5 separate regions of the Mus musculus genome follow, and all the other regions are linked to region 2. A link is a contact called in public HiChIP or PLAC-seq data. All regions are on one chromosome and are shown on one strand. The core of a region is the stretch at or near the end of the contact, and the rest is flanking DNA. Distances in the headings are between cores, read along the strand shown.

Evidence for each region. HiChIP or PLAC-seq counts read pairs in DNA pulled down with a chosen protein or histone mark.
Region 1: an H3K4me3 HiChIP or PLAC-seq map of embryonic stem cells shows a contact between it and region 2, with 6 times the contacts expected there. The contact joins the enhancer-like site here to the promoter of Pdzd8 in region 2. A contact is called at or near these places in 3 of 39 promoter capture datasets (cranial neural crest, hippocampal neurons and second pharyngeal arch cranial neural crest) and 10 of 115 datasets of contacts at active chromatin or transcription factors (the NIH/3T3 cell line, acute myeloid leukemia, differentiating embryonic stem cells and 6 more).
Region 3: a contact with region 2 is called in an H3K27ac HiChIP or PLAC-seq map of stem cell-derived neural progenitor cells, with 6 times the contacts expected there. The contact joins the promoter of Prlhr here to the promoter of Pdzd8 in region 2. A contact is called at or near these places in 10 of 39 promoter capture datasets (the 3T3-L1 cell line, 3T3-L1-derived adipocytes, cranial neural crest and 6 more), 1 of 484 Hi-C or Micro-C datasets (embryonic stem cells) and 8 of 115 datasets of contacts at active chromatin or transcription factors (the 230-238 cell line, T-cell acute lymphoblastic leukemia, astrocytes and 5 more).
Region 4: a contact with region 2 is called in a FOXA1 HiChIP or PLAC-seq map of pancreatic cancer cells. The contact joins the promoter of Cacul1 here to the promoter of Pdzd8 in region 2. A contact is called at or near these places in 14 of 39 promoter capture datasets (the 3T3-L1 cell line, 3T3-L1-derived adipocytes, the HPC-7 cell line and 9 more), 7 of 484 Hi-C or Micro-C datasets (CD4 T cells, CD8 T cells, the N1E-115 cell line and 3 more), 19 of 115 datasets of contacts at active chromatin or transcription factors (the 230-238 cell line, the SCID.adh cell line, acute myeloid leukemia and 12 more) and 1 of 9 other capture datasets (adipose tissue).
Region 5: an H3K27ac HiChIP or PLAC-seq map of thymic regulatory T cells shows a contact between it and region 2, with 8 times the contacts expected there. The contact joins the promoter of Nanos1 here to the promoter of Pdzd8 in region 2. A contact is called at or near these places in 2 of 39 promoter capture datasets (erythroid cells and hippocampal neurons), 3 of 484 Hi-C or Micro-C datasets (the G1E-ER4 cell line, embryonic stem cells and myeloid progenitors), 4 of 115 datasets of contacts at active chromatin or transcription factors (the NIH/3T3 cell line, pancreatic cancer cells, pro-B cells and 1 more) and 2 of 9 other capture datasets (embryonic stem cells and liver).

What each region holds. Positions count from the first base shown.
Region 1 is chr19:60,396,351-60,399,050 of GRCm38.p6, reverse strand. No RefSeq gene overlaps it. Among named protein-coding and RNA genes, the nearest start is that of Gm34300, 11 kb to the right of the region's middle. Within about 2 kb of position 1,325, at least 1 of the 459 cell types and tissues checked has an H3K27ac peak or open chromatin away from gene starts, as enhancers often do.
Region 2 is chr19:59,344,330-59,347,029 of GRCm38.p6, reverse strand. Pdzd8 (PDZ domain containing 8) reads left to right here and starts at 1,250. Exons shown (of 5, transcript NM_001033222.3): 1 at 1,250-2,311. The coding sequence starts at 1,443.
Region 3 is chr19:60,466,866-60,469,565 of GRCm38.p6, reverse strand. Prlhr (prolactin releasing hormone receptor) reads left to right here and starts at 1,262. Exons shown (of 1, transcript NM_201615.2): 1 at 1,262-2,700. The coding sequence starts at 1,440. The coding sequence ends at 2,552.
Region 4 is chr19:60,579,666-60,582,365 of GRCm38.p6, reverse strand. It overlaps Cacul1 (CDK2 associated, cullin domain 1), which reads left to right and starts at 1,343. Exons shown (of 9, transcript NM_030197.2): 1 at 1,343-2,038. The coding sequence starts at 1,648.
Region 5 is chr19:60,754,594-60,757,293 of GRCm38.p6, reverse strand. Nanos1 (nanos C2HC-type zinc finger 1) reads right to left here and starts at 1,307. Exons shown (of 1, transcript NM_178421.3): 1 at 1-1,307. The coding sequence starts at 1,028. The coding sequence ends at 225.

The DNA of each region.
Region 1 (2,700 bases), core at 76-2,575, 1.1 Mb before region 2:
AACACAGGGCCTCTTGGCAAATAGGGTAGCCCTTAGAAGGCTGAGGTCATAAAAGTTTTTTTTTCTCAGTTAGAAACAATTTCCTGGTGTCAATGACAGTAGACCTGGGGGGGGGTGTATCCACACTTCCTACTTTGAAATGTTCTTAGGTCCATGAGACACATTAGACACTTGGAGAAGAGAGTCATAGTGTTTAGGACCATCCAGAGACTGCCCCACCTGGGGATCCATCCCATATACAACCACCAAACCCAGACATTATTGCATATGCCAGAAAGATTTTGCTGAAAGAACCCTGATATAGCTGTCTTTTGTGAGGCTATGCCAGTGCCTGGCAAATACAGAAGTGGATGCTCATAGTCATCTATTGGATGGAACACAGGTCCTCTAATGAAGGAACTAGAGAAAGTTCCCAAGGAGCTAAAGGGGTCTGCAACCCTATAGGAGGAACAATATGAACTAACCAGTACCCCCCAGAGCTGTGTCTCTAGTTGCATATGTAGCAGAGGATGGCCTAGTCGGTCATCAATGGGAGGAGAGGCCCTTGGTCTTGAGAAGATCATATGCCCCAGTACAGGGGAATGCAAGGGCCAGGAAGCAGGGCGTGGGGAGGGTATAGGTGACTTTTGGGATAGCATTTAAAATGTAAATGAAAAAAATATCTAATTAAAAAAAAGTCCTGGTCTTCTGAGAGGAACATTTAGAATGTGTTCTACTTTGTTCAAAGCCCAGAAAAGAGAAATGTATTTCCATGTGAACTATCTCTAAAACATTCAAATTTTGAAAAAAAGTGTCTTTTGGAAATCTTTATGTATATTTGAAGCTTTCAGCAGACCACATCTTCATGAAAACATTCCTCCAGTGCAAGGAGGGTGCCCCAAGGAAGGCATCAGAGACCCATACTATTCCACTGTGTGCTCACTGCTTACTGTAAGATGATAAATTTTGGCAGCACATGTTTAAAGCGTGGCAGGTCAACTCCTATAGAAGTTACAATAGTCATGAAGAGGAGAGCTACGTGAGGGATTTACAGCCAAATGTTTGCTCTACAAGCATAATGGCCTGAGCTCAATCCCTAGCATTAATACAAAACAAAACAAAAGACAGTATTATGGAGCATGCCTGTAATCCCAGCACTGGAGGACTTTGAGACAGAAGGACCTGGGAGCTTGCCAGCCAGTCCCTCTAGCTGAATCAGCAAGTTCCAGGTCTAGCAATAGAGCCTGTTTCAAAACAATTAAGGTAGCAAGCATGGGGGAGATGCCTGGTGCTGGCCTCTGGCCTCCACACTTACATACACACACATGCATATACACACACTTGTATTTGCTTGTGATTTCCCTAGACTGGCTTCCCAGCAGAAATCTGGGATCTGCCTGTCTCCAGGTCTCCCTTGCATGGGGCTGGTGCTCACTGCCATACCCAGCTTTTTACATAGATGATGGGAATCCTAACTCAGGTTCTCACACTTGTGGGCAAGCACTTGACCCACTGAGCTATTGCCCTAGGCCCTCATTTTAGTAAATGACATTATAGAATAATAAAAGGCTGTTATTAAAAGCTGACATTCCTTCCCACTGTGACCTCTTGCACAGCAGCTCCCTCTTAGACCACTGCATGTGTCTTGAGTCTCCCAGATTCACTTGGCCCACACAGGAGTGAACTCTGTCTTTGACACATTTTTCTCTACTTACCAAATTAAAAAAAAACCCAAATATTTCAAAAGTATGTTGACTTTATTTGTTCTAATCCCCCCATAATTTCCAGTAGATTTTGAATTACCATTCGATCACATAAATGAAAACACTGGAATGGCTATTCAGCTTCCCATCTAGTTTCCATTTCTGCTTCAGAATGAAAACCAGCTTCTTGCAATTTTACTTAAATAACCAATTCTGATACTGTTCCATTAGCTTTCTAATAGCATGAAAGCCCAGAAATTAAATTGTTCCACTTCCTTATCCATAATTATGTGCAATTAAAATGGCTGCAGACCCTAAAGTTTTTTTCCAAGCCCCAGACACTTCAGCTGCCATTCTTTATTATCTTGAAACCCAACACTTTTAAACAACACACTGTAATACAGTGGGTTAAGTGAAAGAGGAAGTATTATATTTAACTGATGTGGGTGTTCTTTAATTAATCTGAATTAGCTTTTTTGATATGGGTACTAATTGTTTTCTTTGAAAAAAAATCACCATAGACGTGTGATTTTTCCATGCCTGTTGCTTTTCAAGAATGTAGTTAATTGCAGAAAACAGGAACACTACCTTTTTCAAATGAGTAATCAGCTTTCTGTTTGAAACAGCCACCTCGAATCCAACTTTCTGATTTGTGTGAACGAGAAGTCTGTAATACTACGGTGAACAGTCGAGTCTGTAGAGACTTTTGATGTCCTTTTTACTTGTGTTCACAAGTCAGGAGCCATAATTACAACATGAAGTTGGGACAGTGGGTTGTCAATTGTCTTCACCACACCTCAAAACGTCTCAAACTTTCCATTAAGAGAACAAGGTAAGGGAGGTGTCTGTATGTGGAATTGTAGAGAAGGCTCGACAAAATCGATATCATTTTTGCAAGATCACTCAATCTGTTTATCTCTACAAGGTAAACAGCTTATATTAAAGCGATGAGTTTGACTATAATTACCATACTCCACCCTCATTAAGACACCCTGCCCAAGATCTAAGTGCTCCAAGC
Region 2 (2,700 bases), core at 1-2,500:
GAACACAAAGGCTTCTGGCTCTATTGGTACCCTCTGCAAAATCTTCCACTTTTCCCAGTCTCTGCATCTCCAACTCTCCTTTATGGAGCAACTGGGACCTGATCCCTGATCGGCTTTTTAAATTTTTATTATTTTTTATTTTCAAAACCAAAAAGCTAAGCTGAGCGGTGGCGGCATACGCCTTTAATCTCAGCACTTGGGAGGCAGAGGCAGGTGGATTTCTGAGTTCGAGGCCAGCATGGTCTACACAGTGAATTCCAGGACAGCCAGGGCTACACAGAGAAACCCTGTCTCGAAAAACAAACAAACAAACAACCCCCCCCCCCAAAAAAAACCTCCAGCATCCTCCGTGTTATTATGCCAAGTAGAAACCAAGGACTTAGGATCCCACGATGTGACCCCTAAGCAATTTCTTTACTATGCCACGGGTACCACGGGTTATTCTGTGAAATTGGTAGGCACTAAAAGTAATGGCCTGAGGGATGGACTCCGGATAATGCCCTCAGAGAGGAAAGAAGGGAGGAGGGGGGCGTGAACAATCTGAATGGAGTCGCTAAGACACCTTCCAATATGCTGGCAAATTCACTCAGCTCACCCACTCCTCCCAGACCTCAAATAAACTTCTTTCTCACTTAAATTGAAATCCCCAAGGTAGGAAAGTTAGTCCCCTTCTCGCGGTTCCGCTTGGTCCCTTCTCGGGGCCCATTCTCTGCGGATGCAGGTCTGCCGGTCTGTGCGGGCTAGCGATGGCAATCCCTGATGCAGTCTGTCCTCTGGCCGGCTCGGGCAGTGTCCCAACCGCCTGTGCTCAGGCTCTCTGCGGCGCTGCCCTGCAGGGGAGGCAGCAACACACTGAGGGATGCTGGGCGGTCGCCACAGAGGTATCCGGCAGGACCCACGGCCGCCGCGGGGGATGGGCGCGGAATAACGGACGGCCGCGCCGGGCCCCGTCAGCCCGACTTATCCAGGTCTCCTTCCGTTATCTCGCGCCCTCCGGAGACGACGGACGCACGGATCGCCGCGCCGCCGGCGGCAGGAATGCAGGGGCGTGGGGGGAGCGGCGCTGGAAGCGCGCCGAGAGGTGGGAAAGGACCCGCGTCCAAGCGCGCCGGGGCGCCCGGCGCCGGGGGCGCGCACGCTCTGACGTCACGCGCCGCTCGCCCAATGAGCGCAGGCTCTGTGGGGAGGCGCCGTTCCCGCCCTCGCCCGCCGCCGGTCCGCCGCTCGGGCCGCCCCCGGGGGAGCGTCTGAGGAGGCGCGGGGCCGCGGCGGGCTAAGGCGCCGCCAGGCAGCGTCGGACTGCGGACGCTCGGTTCGGGCCCAGGGAGCCGCTCATCCGCGACCGATGTCCTCAAGATGGAGGCGGCGGGGGCGACGGCGTGAGGAGGAGGGCGGCGCGGAGAGCGCGGGAGCAGGCCGAGGGTTGCGGCGGGGGCGGCGGGATGGGGCTGCTGCTCCTGATCCTGGCGTCGGCCGTGCTGGGCTCGTTCCTCACGCTGCTCGCACAGTTCCTGCTACTCTACCGCAGACAGCCCGAGCCGCGGGCGGACGAAGCGGCCCGCGCGGGCGACGGCTTCCGCTACCTTAAGCCGGTGCCGGGCCTGCCCCTCAGGGAGTACCTTTATGGCGGCGGCGCCGAGGAGCTCGCTGCTTGCTCCTCCGAGGCCGGCGCCAGCTCGACCCCGACCCCCGACAGCCCGGCCCCGCCGACGCTGGAGACCTGCTACTTCCTCAACGCCACCATCCTGTTCCTGTTCCGGGAGCTGCGGGACACCGCGCTCGCCCGCCGCTGGGTCACCAAGAAGATCAAGGTGGAGTTCGAGGAGCTGCTGCAGACCAAGACGGCCGGCCGCCTGCTGGAGGGGCTGAGTCTGCGCGACGTGTTCCTGGGCGACACGGTGCCCTTCATCAAGACCATCCGGCTGGTGCGGCCCGTGGTGGCCTCGGGCACCGGCGAGCCCGACGACCCCGACGGGGACGCGCTGCCCGCCACCTGCCCGGAGGAGCTGGCCTTTGAAGCGGAGGTGGAGTACAACGGCGGTTTCCACCTGGCCATCGACGTGGACCTGGTGTTTGGCAAGTCCGCCTACCTGTTCGTGAAGCTGTCTCGCGTGGTGGGGAGGCTGCGCTTCGTCCTCACCCGCGTGCCCTTCACCCACTGGTTCTTCTCCTTCGTGGAGGACCCGCTGATTGACTTCGAGGTGCGCTCCCAGTTCGAGGGGCGGCCCATGCCCCAGCTCACCTCCATCATCGTCAACCAGCTCAAGAAGATCATCAAGCGCAAGCACACCCTGCCCAGTTACAAGATCAGGTGAGAGGAGGGTCAGGGGAGCCGAGGCTACCCGGGGGAGGTTAGCCAGGGAAGGGCCAAGGCAGATTCCCAGCACGACCCTGGCCTGCAGTTTGCTTCCACCTGGACTGAGGCCCCCAAGCAAAGAAAGGCGGGTAGTGGGCACTTCCCGTGCTGCCAAGGCAGCACAGGGAGCTGGAGGCCTGAGCGCCTTGTCCCTGGCCAGTCAGTGAGTGCCTCTCCTGGGTCTGTTGAGACACACTTGTGTGTGGTTGTTGCAACCGGAAGGCAGCGGCTGTGTCTGCCTTTGCAGCATCTCCTGCACCACGTGGAAAAGTTGTTCCTGGGCACATTGCAGACCTGAAGGGCGTGCTCACATCCCGGGTGTTTCTGTGTGGCACGGGCCTTGG
Region 3 (2,700 bases), core at 13-2,512, 1.1 Mb before region 2:
TTAACTTATATTTCAGTGACAACTTCATGCTACTAAAGATCTTATGAAACTTAACCTTTTCAAATGTCACCTTTGTTATTCTTTCTGAAACCCTGCAACCGCTAGTACGTAAAAAAGAAAAAAATATCTAAACCGACATAGGAAGGGCTTTTATTCTAGGAGGACAAGAAAGTCAGGAACTCAACAATCTCTGCTAGGACAGGTGGCGCCTTGGGTTGCTGTAGCGACAAAGAGAAATGAGCAAAGAGTGGCAGGGTTCAGATATTGGGGTGAATTTATAGAGCACAAACTGGCCTGATGGCTGCGTTTTTCTGAGCTAGGGAGGTAAATGATGGCACGGTCCCTGGTGATGATCCATATCGGAGCCAAAGTCACCCTTCAATCTCCATCCTGCACTTCTTTTTTTTTTTTTGCTCCAGGGAGCAAGCCTCAGATCCACAGAGCTGCAGTAATTTCGATTGTCGCGAGCCCCCTTGCGCCGTACCCACACAGCACTGGGGAGCTGCCCGTGGTGCTGATTTTTTCCCTTTGAGAGGAAACTCTGGCCACCACACCTGCAAAAGGCTCAAAGGATACACTGGAGTGCTAGAGCCCTAAAATCCCTGACCAGCGACAGGTGCAGCATAACAAAGCTCTGCTAGACCCCAAACTCTAGCGACTCTGTCAGCTGCAGTTGGAGCTCTGCAGGATCTGGAGCTGTCCTGTGAGGACTTCCCTTCACTCCCTAGTTTATCTACATTTCCCTATTTCCAAATCCTCTCAGCCTTTGGAGACTACACCTGGTGGACATCACAAATTGGCGCTTCCCGCACCTCCTCTGTCATCCCCTGGGACACGCCCCTCTGGAACAGCTTCTCCAGGGGCACTGCACACTTCCGAAGTGGAGATCACCCTGGAGCGTGGGGCCCAGGTTCCTGGCCCCACCCCCTTTCTTGCTTATTCCTACTACACATGCTGCTCCTCTTAAGCACAGAGTTGGGCAGTAAGCTCCGCCCCCATCTTCCATTGAAGGGAGAGCTGAAGTCAGGAAGAGGTGGAGGGGAGGAGCTCCCAGACCCCTCACAAGCTGCTGACCCACTGGGAACTACTGAATCCGTTAGTAGAAGAGAGCAACCCGAGCGAGCGTCCATTGTTGGCTGAGGACCCCTGAGGAACAGCAGGCGGTCTGCTCCCGCCTTTGAGAGCCTTTTCCCGCCAGCCAAGCCTGCTCACAGGTAGGGCCAGCTCCCCGGTCTGCCTTCCGGGGACCGCGAGAGCTATCCACGAATAGGAGCTGTTTAAAGAACCTGTGTTAGGCTTATTTTTATAGAACTGGAAGGACAACATTCATTGCGCTTGATGTTCTGGGTCTTGTGTCCAAGAGAGGAGTTGGGTGGTGGGAAAAGGTACACGAGGGAAGATGGAAAGTGACAACTTTGATTACCTTTGAACAGGTAGCCATGACCTCACTGTCCACTGAGACCACTGGAGACCCCGATTTGTCTTCTGGGCTGTTGCCAGCTAGCTCGACTCCAGCCAACCAGAGCGCAGAGGCCTCGGAGGGCAACCTGTCTGCAACGGTTCCCCGAGCTGCAGCAGTCACGCCGTTCCAGAGCCTGCAGCTGGTGCACCAGCTGAAGGGGTTGATCGTGATGCTGTACAGCATCGTGGTGGTCGTGGGTCTGGTGGGCAACTGCCTGCTTGTGCTGGTGATCGCGCGCGTGCGCCGGCTGCACAACGTGACCAACTTCCTCATTGGCAACCTGGCCTTGTCCGACGTGCTCATGTGTGCCGCCTGTGTGCCTCTCACGCTAGCTTATGCCTTTGAACCTCGGGGCTGGGTGTTCGGTGGAGGCCTGTGTCATCTGGTTTTCTTCCTGCAGCCGGTCACCGTCTATGTATCGGTGTTCACACTCACCACAATCGCCTTGGACCGCTATGTGGTTCTGGTGCACCCGCTACGTCGGCGCATTTCACTGAGGCTCAGCGCCTACGCGGTGCTGGGCATCTGGGCTCTATCTGCAGTGCTGGCGCTGCCGGCCGCGGTGCACACCTACCATGTGGAGCTCAAGCCCCACGACGTGAGCCTCTGCGAGGAGTTCTGGGGCTCGCAGGAGCGCCAACGCCAGATCTACGCCTGGGGGCTGCTTCTGGGCACCTATTTGCTCCCCCTGCTGGCCATCCTCCTGTCTTACGTACGGGTGTCAGTGAAGCTGAGGAACCGCGTGGTGCCTGGCAGCGTGACCCAGAGTCAAGCTGACTGGGACCGAGCGCGTCGCCGCCGCACTTTCTGTCTGCTGGTGGTGGTGGTGGTAGTGTTCGCGGTCTGCTGGCTGCCGCTGCACATTTTCAACCTATTGCGAGACCTGGACCCGCGTGCCATCGACCCCTACGCCTTCGGGCTGGTGCAGCTACTCTGCCACTGGCTTGCTATGAGCTCCGCCTGCTACAACCCCTTCATCTATGCATGGCTGCACGACAGCTTTCGAGAGGAGCTGCGCAAGATGCTGCTGTCCTGGCCCCGCAAGATTGTGCCTCATGGCCAGAACATGACTGTCAGCGTGGTCATCTGATGTCGCTCTGCCAGGTCCGAGCTGGGGAAATTCATATCCCTTAGCCCCAGAGGTCGTCGTGAGATCTTATTCCCAGCACCAAAGTTAAGCCAACACATGCGAATTCCCACCCAGCCCTTTTGATTTGTCTGGTTTTTGTGTTTCTGTG
Region 4 (2,700 bases), core at 94-2,593, 1.2 Mb before region 2:
TGGAATGAACTACAATCCAGAAATGGAGGGAACACCTGCAATCCCGATCTTGAAGCTGGAAGACACCCAGGTCTTGACATGGGATGACACACACTTTTGATCTAGAACTTGAGGCACAGTGCCCAGGAAAAGCTTAGGCCCAGACAAGATGGTATACACATTTAATCCCAGGAGACAGAGGCAAGCATATCTCTGAGTTCAAGCCCAGCCTGAGACAGAGCAAGTTCCATTAAACAAAAGCTTAGGTCCAGGCATGGTGGTACACATCTTTAATCTGGGCCGCACCTTCTGCTGGAGGTCTACATAAGGACAATGGAAAAAGCATTCATTCTTTGCCTGCTTGCACTTGCCAACACATCTGTTGGAACCTATTTCTTCAGGATTCTAGTTTATACAGAAGACCAGCTGACTTAGCCTGGTGGGATTGAGCAACTACTTAGATTCTTAGAGCTCCCCATCACAGCTGGCCATTGCTAAGTTAGCTGGACTGCAGACTGTCATTCATCCCAATAATTTCTCTTAATACATAGAGACATTCCATAAGTTCTGTGACTCTAGAGAACCCTAATAGTTTCTAACTGCACAGTGGTCAGAGAATGTGGTTATGTCAGTCCTCAGACATGCAGAGACACTTGCTTAGAGACACAGTATGTTTATCTTTTGTAAATGTTTCACATACTCTGGGAAGGAATGTATATTGTGCAATTTCTGAATCAATATTCTGTCCTTCTTAGTTTGGGATACCTAGGGCTAAAAAACGGCACACACCAACAGTCTACCCTTTGGAGTCTGTACCCAGGGCCTACTGCCACACTGTCCTTTCATTCCCCAAGCAAAGGCTCAGGCTGCGAGGTCAAGGTCTGGGTGGCAAAAAGCCTGTGTCGGTGGGGGACCCTCACTATGGAAAGGTTAGCCAGCATGGGGTATGAAGGGACACTCAGAAGGCTGAGGAAAGAGGACTGCTTGGAGTTAGTTGGAGCCCAGTTTGGAGTACAAAAAGAAAAAAGAAAAGACGAAAAGACTAAAAAAGAAAAGGGAAGGGGGCTGTTAAACATAAGAGCGTTGGTGCGCCGTTTTTGGGTCCACTCTCGGGCACACCCAGACTAGTTGTGGCAACAAGTTAGAGAATGCGCGTGCGCAGACCAAAGTCCTTTATCACGTAATGTCGGCCGGGGGCGGGGCCAGCGAATCCGGGTCTGGACACCTGGTCTAAACTGATGGGGAGGGGGGAGTGGGGAGGGGAGGGAGAGGGAATCGCGCCGCTGGGTGCATTCGCCTTGAGGTGACTCATAGCTCCCGCCCCCTTTTCGCCCAGCTTTCTCCAGGCCGTCCCTCGCATCACGTGCCTTCCTGGCCGCTCCCCCAGAGCCCTTTCCAAAGGCCAGAAGAAACTGCTGTAAAATGTCGTGAGGGACGTCAGCCCTTTGCGGCTGCCTCTCAGAACCAGACCCCGGGAGTGCCCACCTCAGTCAGCGGTTCCTCCGGCGGAGTCGTCTTGACGGAGGGCGAAAGCGCTCGGTGCGCCACTGGATTTTCCGCCGCACCCGCGAGGGCTCCGGGCGATGTGAACTCGAGGCGGCTTCTGCGCTCCCAGGCCCGGGGGCTGAGGTGGGCGGGCAGGTGCCTGGGAAGCCGCGGCCCGGCGGGATGGAGGAGAGCATGGAGGAGGAGGAAATGCTCACCTACGAGGCAATGATGGACGACCAGAATCACAACAACTGGGAGGCCGCCGCGGACAGTTTCCGCCAGCCTCCGCCGGCCCCGCCGCTGCCCCCGCCGCCGCCGCCGCGGCCCTCGTCGTCCATCCCGGATCCAGGCCGAGAACTCCCGGGGGGACAGCTGCTGGCTGTGCACGCGGGCTCCATGGAGAGGAAGGGTCCTAAGGAAGGGCTCCCGATGGGGCCTCCGCCCTTGCCGGAACCAAACGGGGTGATCATGATGTTGAAGAGCTGCGACGCAGCCGCCGCGGTGGCCAAGACGGCCCCTGCCCCCACCTCCAGCTCCACTATCAACATCAACACCTCCACCTCCAAGTTCCGTGAGTCTGTCCCTCCTCCACGACCCCACCCCCACCCCCCAGCCAGGCTTCTCCACACCAGCTCGTGGAATCCCCCCGCCCTGAGAGTAACTCCACTTCCTTTGTTCCAGGCTTAGTTCTCTTTCCTTCTCTTAACCCTCCCACCCTGATTCGGTGTCTGCGGCCAGTATCCGGCCAGCCAGCCAGTGTTGCCTGTTACACCTGCGCAGCCTCAGCTTATGCTTTAGAAAAGATCTTTAATACTCCTGATCATCTCTCAACATTAGTAAGCTCTTCTCTAGGGTGTCCCCTTCAAAGTTTCACCTTACAGAGCGAGAGGGAAAAGTAAGGCGGTCTTGAATTTCGTTAGAGGCCTTTCGTCTTTTTTTTTCAACCAGAGAGCAAAGAAATGTGTTCTTGTATTCTTTGCCGCTGTACTTTTAGCAAATCGGGCTTCTGAACGTTGGTCTCTAGCAACTCTTTGTTCTCTGTGAGTTTTTGCATCCTGTCAGGGAATTCTTAGTTACTTCTACTATGTAGTGGGAACTGCTACAAGTCTTTGAAGTTGATGTGTAAAATCACGTTCCAGAGAAGCGGTTCAGCAAGTGACTGTAACCAGGATCCTACCGCAGGTTGAACTTTTTAGCGGTCTGCCTTGAAATTCACTTGCAGATAGAAGATAA
Region 5 (2,700 bases), core at 58-2,557, 1.4 Mb before region 2:
ATTCACCGCAACTCAACCGGTGGTACACCCGCTCAGCCCTCACCGTTCTGGATGCGCGTTTTAGAAACTAGGGACAAAATTCAAGATTTCAACGTCAGAGACCGACCACTCCACAAGAAAGTGCTGCGCTCCTGCGGCTTCCGTAAAATCAAGACGACTTCCCAAATTGAGGCAAGGGAGAGGAGCGCAGGTTTCAGGTGTACACAGCTTGATGCAGCCCGCTCCTAGCGCAGCTTCTTGCTGGGCAGGCTGTCCCTGTTGCTGCGCGGCGGCGGGCGGACGGTGGGCGGTGGCACTTTGGAGAGCGGGCAATACTTGATGGTATGTGCGTTGTCGCCGCTGGCGCCGCACAGGGGGCACGTGTAGCGGCGCAAGACCGGGCACAGCACCCGGCCGTCCGGGCCCTTGAGGATGTGTGTGGTGTAGAGCGCCACCGCCTCCTTGTTGTTCCGGCAAAACACACACACCTGAAGCTCCGGTTTCAGCAGACGTGCGGCGGTCGCCCCGGAAGCCGCGTGCAGACGAGGCTCGGCAGCCCACGCAGGGCTTGGCTCTTCGCGCGGCGTCACTTCGGCCGTGGATGCGGCGGCGGCGGTGGTGGAGGCGGTGGGCGCGCAGCCCAGCAGAACCGCGGCGGCGCGCCCTGCAAACGGGTTCAGCTCAGCGAAGCGCTCCTCCAGCAACCCGGGCTCAGCGGGGCCGGCACACAGCTCTAGTGCGCGCAGTTCCAACGCACCGCCCAGGTAGCGGCCCCCGGCCTCCGGCTCTTCGCCGTCATCGTCTTCATCGTCCTCGGGCGGCCCCATCGTGGGCCCCGCCGCCGTGGGCCCGGGCCCCTCATGCGGGGAGCCGCGGTCGCTAGCCCTGGTGATGAGCGTGGCAAGCCCCAGGTAGTCGTTCCAGGAGCTGAAGGGCTGCGGGTGCACCGGGCCCGAGGCGCTCACGTAGCGGGCGCTGGGCACGAGCGCCATAGGCGCGGGGGCGCGGGCGCGGCGGGGCGAGCGTGGCGCCCAAGGGAAAGCCTCCATGGGCCGGCAGCGGGCCGCGCGCCTCCCCGCCGCCGCCGCCGGCAAGGGCCAGACGGAAGGGACGCAGGAGCTTGCCCGCCGGCCTGCCGTGGGGTAGGGCAGCCTTGCTTCCTTTTATCGCTCCCGCTTTCTCCTGTGCCCCTCCTCGCTGTCTCGGCCCTGCCCCCTGCGATCCTCCGCCCGGGCCACTGCGCCCGCGCCCCCGGACGGAGGCGGAGCGGAGGCGGGCGCGCGCTCTTCTCCAGCCCCGCGCGTTTCCTGCGCCCCGTGCGCTGCGCCCACCTCACCAGCTGCGGGGCGCCTGGCATCCTGCGAGGGGGCGGGTGAGGCGCCGCCTCGGGCCCTGGCGCTCAATGGCTGCGGACCTGACTCCGCGGGCGCCGGTCGGGACGCTGATTGGTGGCGATCGGGGAAGGGGCGGGCGGCGCTTGCTGGGAGGGAATGGCTGTGCAGAAAGCGACTGAATGAGGCGGTGGCTGGGGCTTGCTTTTGCACGAGCGTGGAGACCTCAGCCGGTAACCCAGCTTGGGTTTTTGTTTTTGTTTTTTTCACTGCGGGGTATTGAGGATGCCAATGGCACAGATCGCAATGAAGCAACTGGGATGCACTTGCATCCACTTGCAGGTTTGGCTGGACCGGGTTTATGGTTTGAAGCTACCACTTTCCTTTTTATCATCATCAGCAAGAAAAGCTGGGGGAGGCAAGGCTAGGCGCTAGCTCCCATCAGAGCCCAGCTAAAGACCCAGTGACTTCAGTTGGCACAGCGCTCTGGAGCACTTTCCACAGGGTGAAGTCCTCCCACAAACTTTGAGGCTCAGGGAGGAAGCTCACGATTTATATAGTTTATATGGTAGTGAGTAGTGGAGGATCAAAACAGGTCCAACAGGTGTTCAGAAATTGGGGCCGTAGGCTGTTCACTTACTTAGGTTAGGTGGAGGCTACAACTGGGCTAGAAATTCTTACTACGGACCAGTTTGTGTGAAGCTCCTCTTCAGGGTGCTTATATGGAAATCTAGGGTCTGTGGAACTTGAAAAACAGCATATTCAATGCTTTGAAACAGATAACATTTTCTCTTTTTGGTAAAACCCTGGAAAATAAAGGACTTACTAGGAGGGAAAGAAGTAGTCTTGCTCTTCCCTGGAAAAGAAGCAACTTAAAGTGATAAACACCAACAACCTCAAAAAATAATTTGAAACTAGGAAAAGACACCGAGGACTCTTCTGGAATGTGACCTAGGATGAGGGTCAGAAAATGCTCTGCAGAGGAGAGGGCTGATCTAGCTTTCCCACTCTGTACCGTACAGTGTCAATGGAAGCAAGGTGGTAAGACCTCTCCTCTGATGCTGTGAGTTTTCTTTGGGTGGTAGGTCACATTCACATGTTTTGGCTTAGATTTTTTTTTTTTTTTTTTTTTTTACAAACCTACTTCAATAAAGGTTCTTCAACACATCAGGCTACCTTATAGCCTACCAAAGGTAGGGGAGGAAGAACGGTTAATAGGACAAGGGGGTCATGGACCTGTTTAGAAGTAGTTATTCCGACCTTTGTTGTCAGGATATCAGCAGTCCAGTTCAATAGTGTCACCAAACATGAATCAGTAGCTGCAGACCAATCCAGAAGAAACCATGAGGCTCCAACAATGGGCGTGGGTCCATGGAAGTGGCAGGAAGCC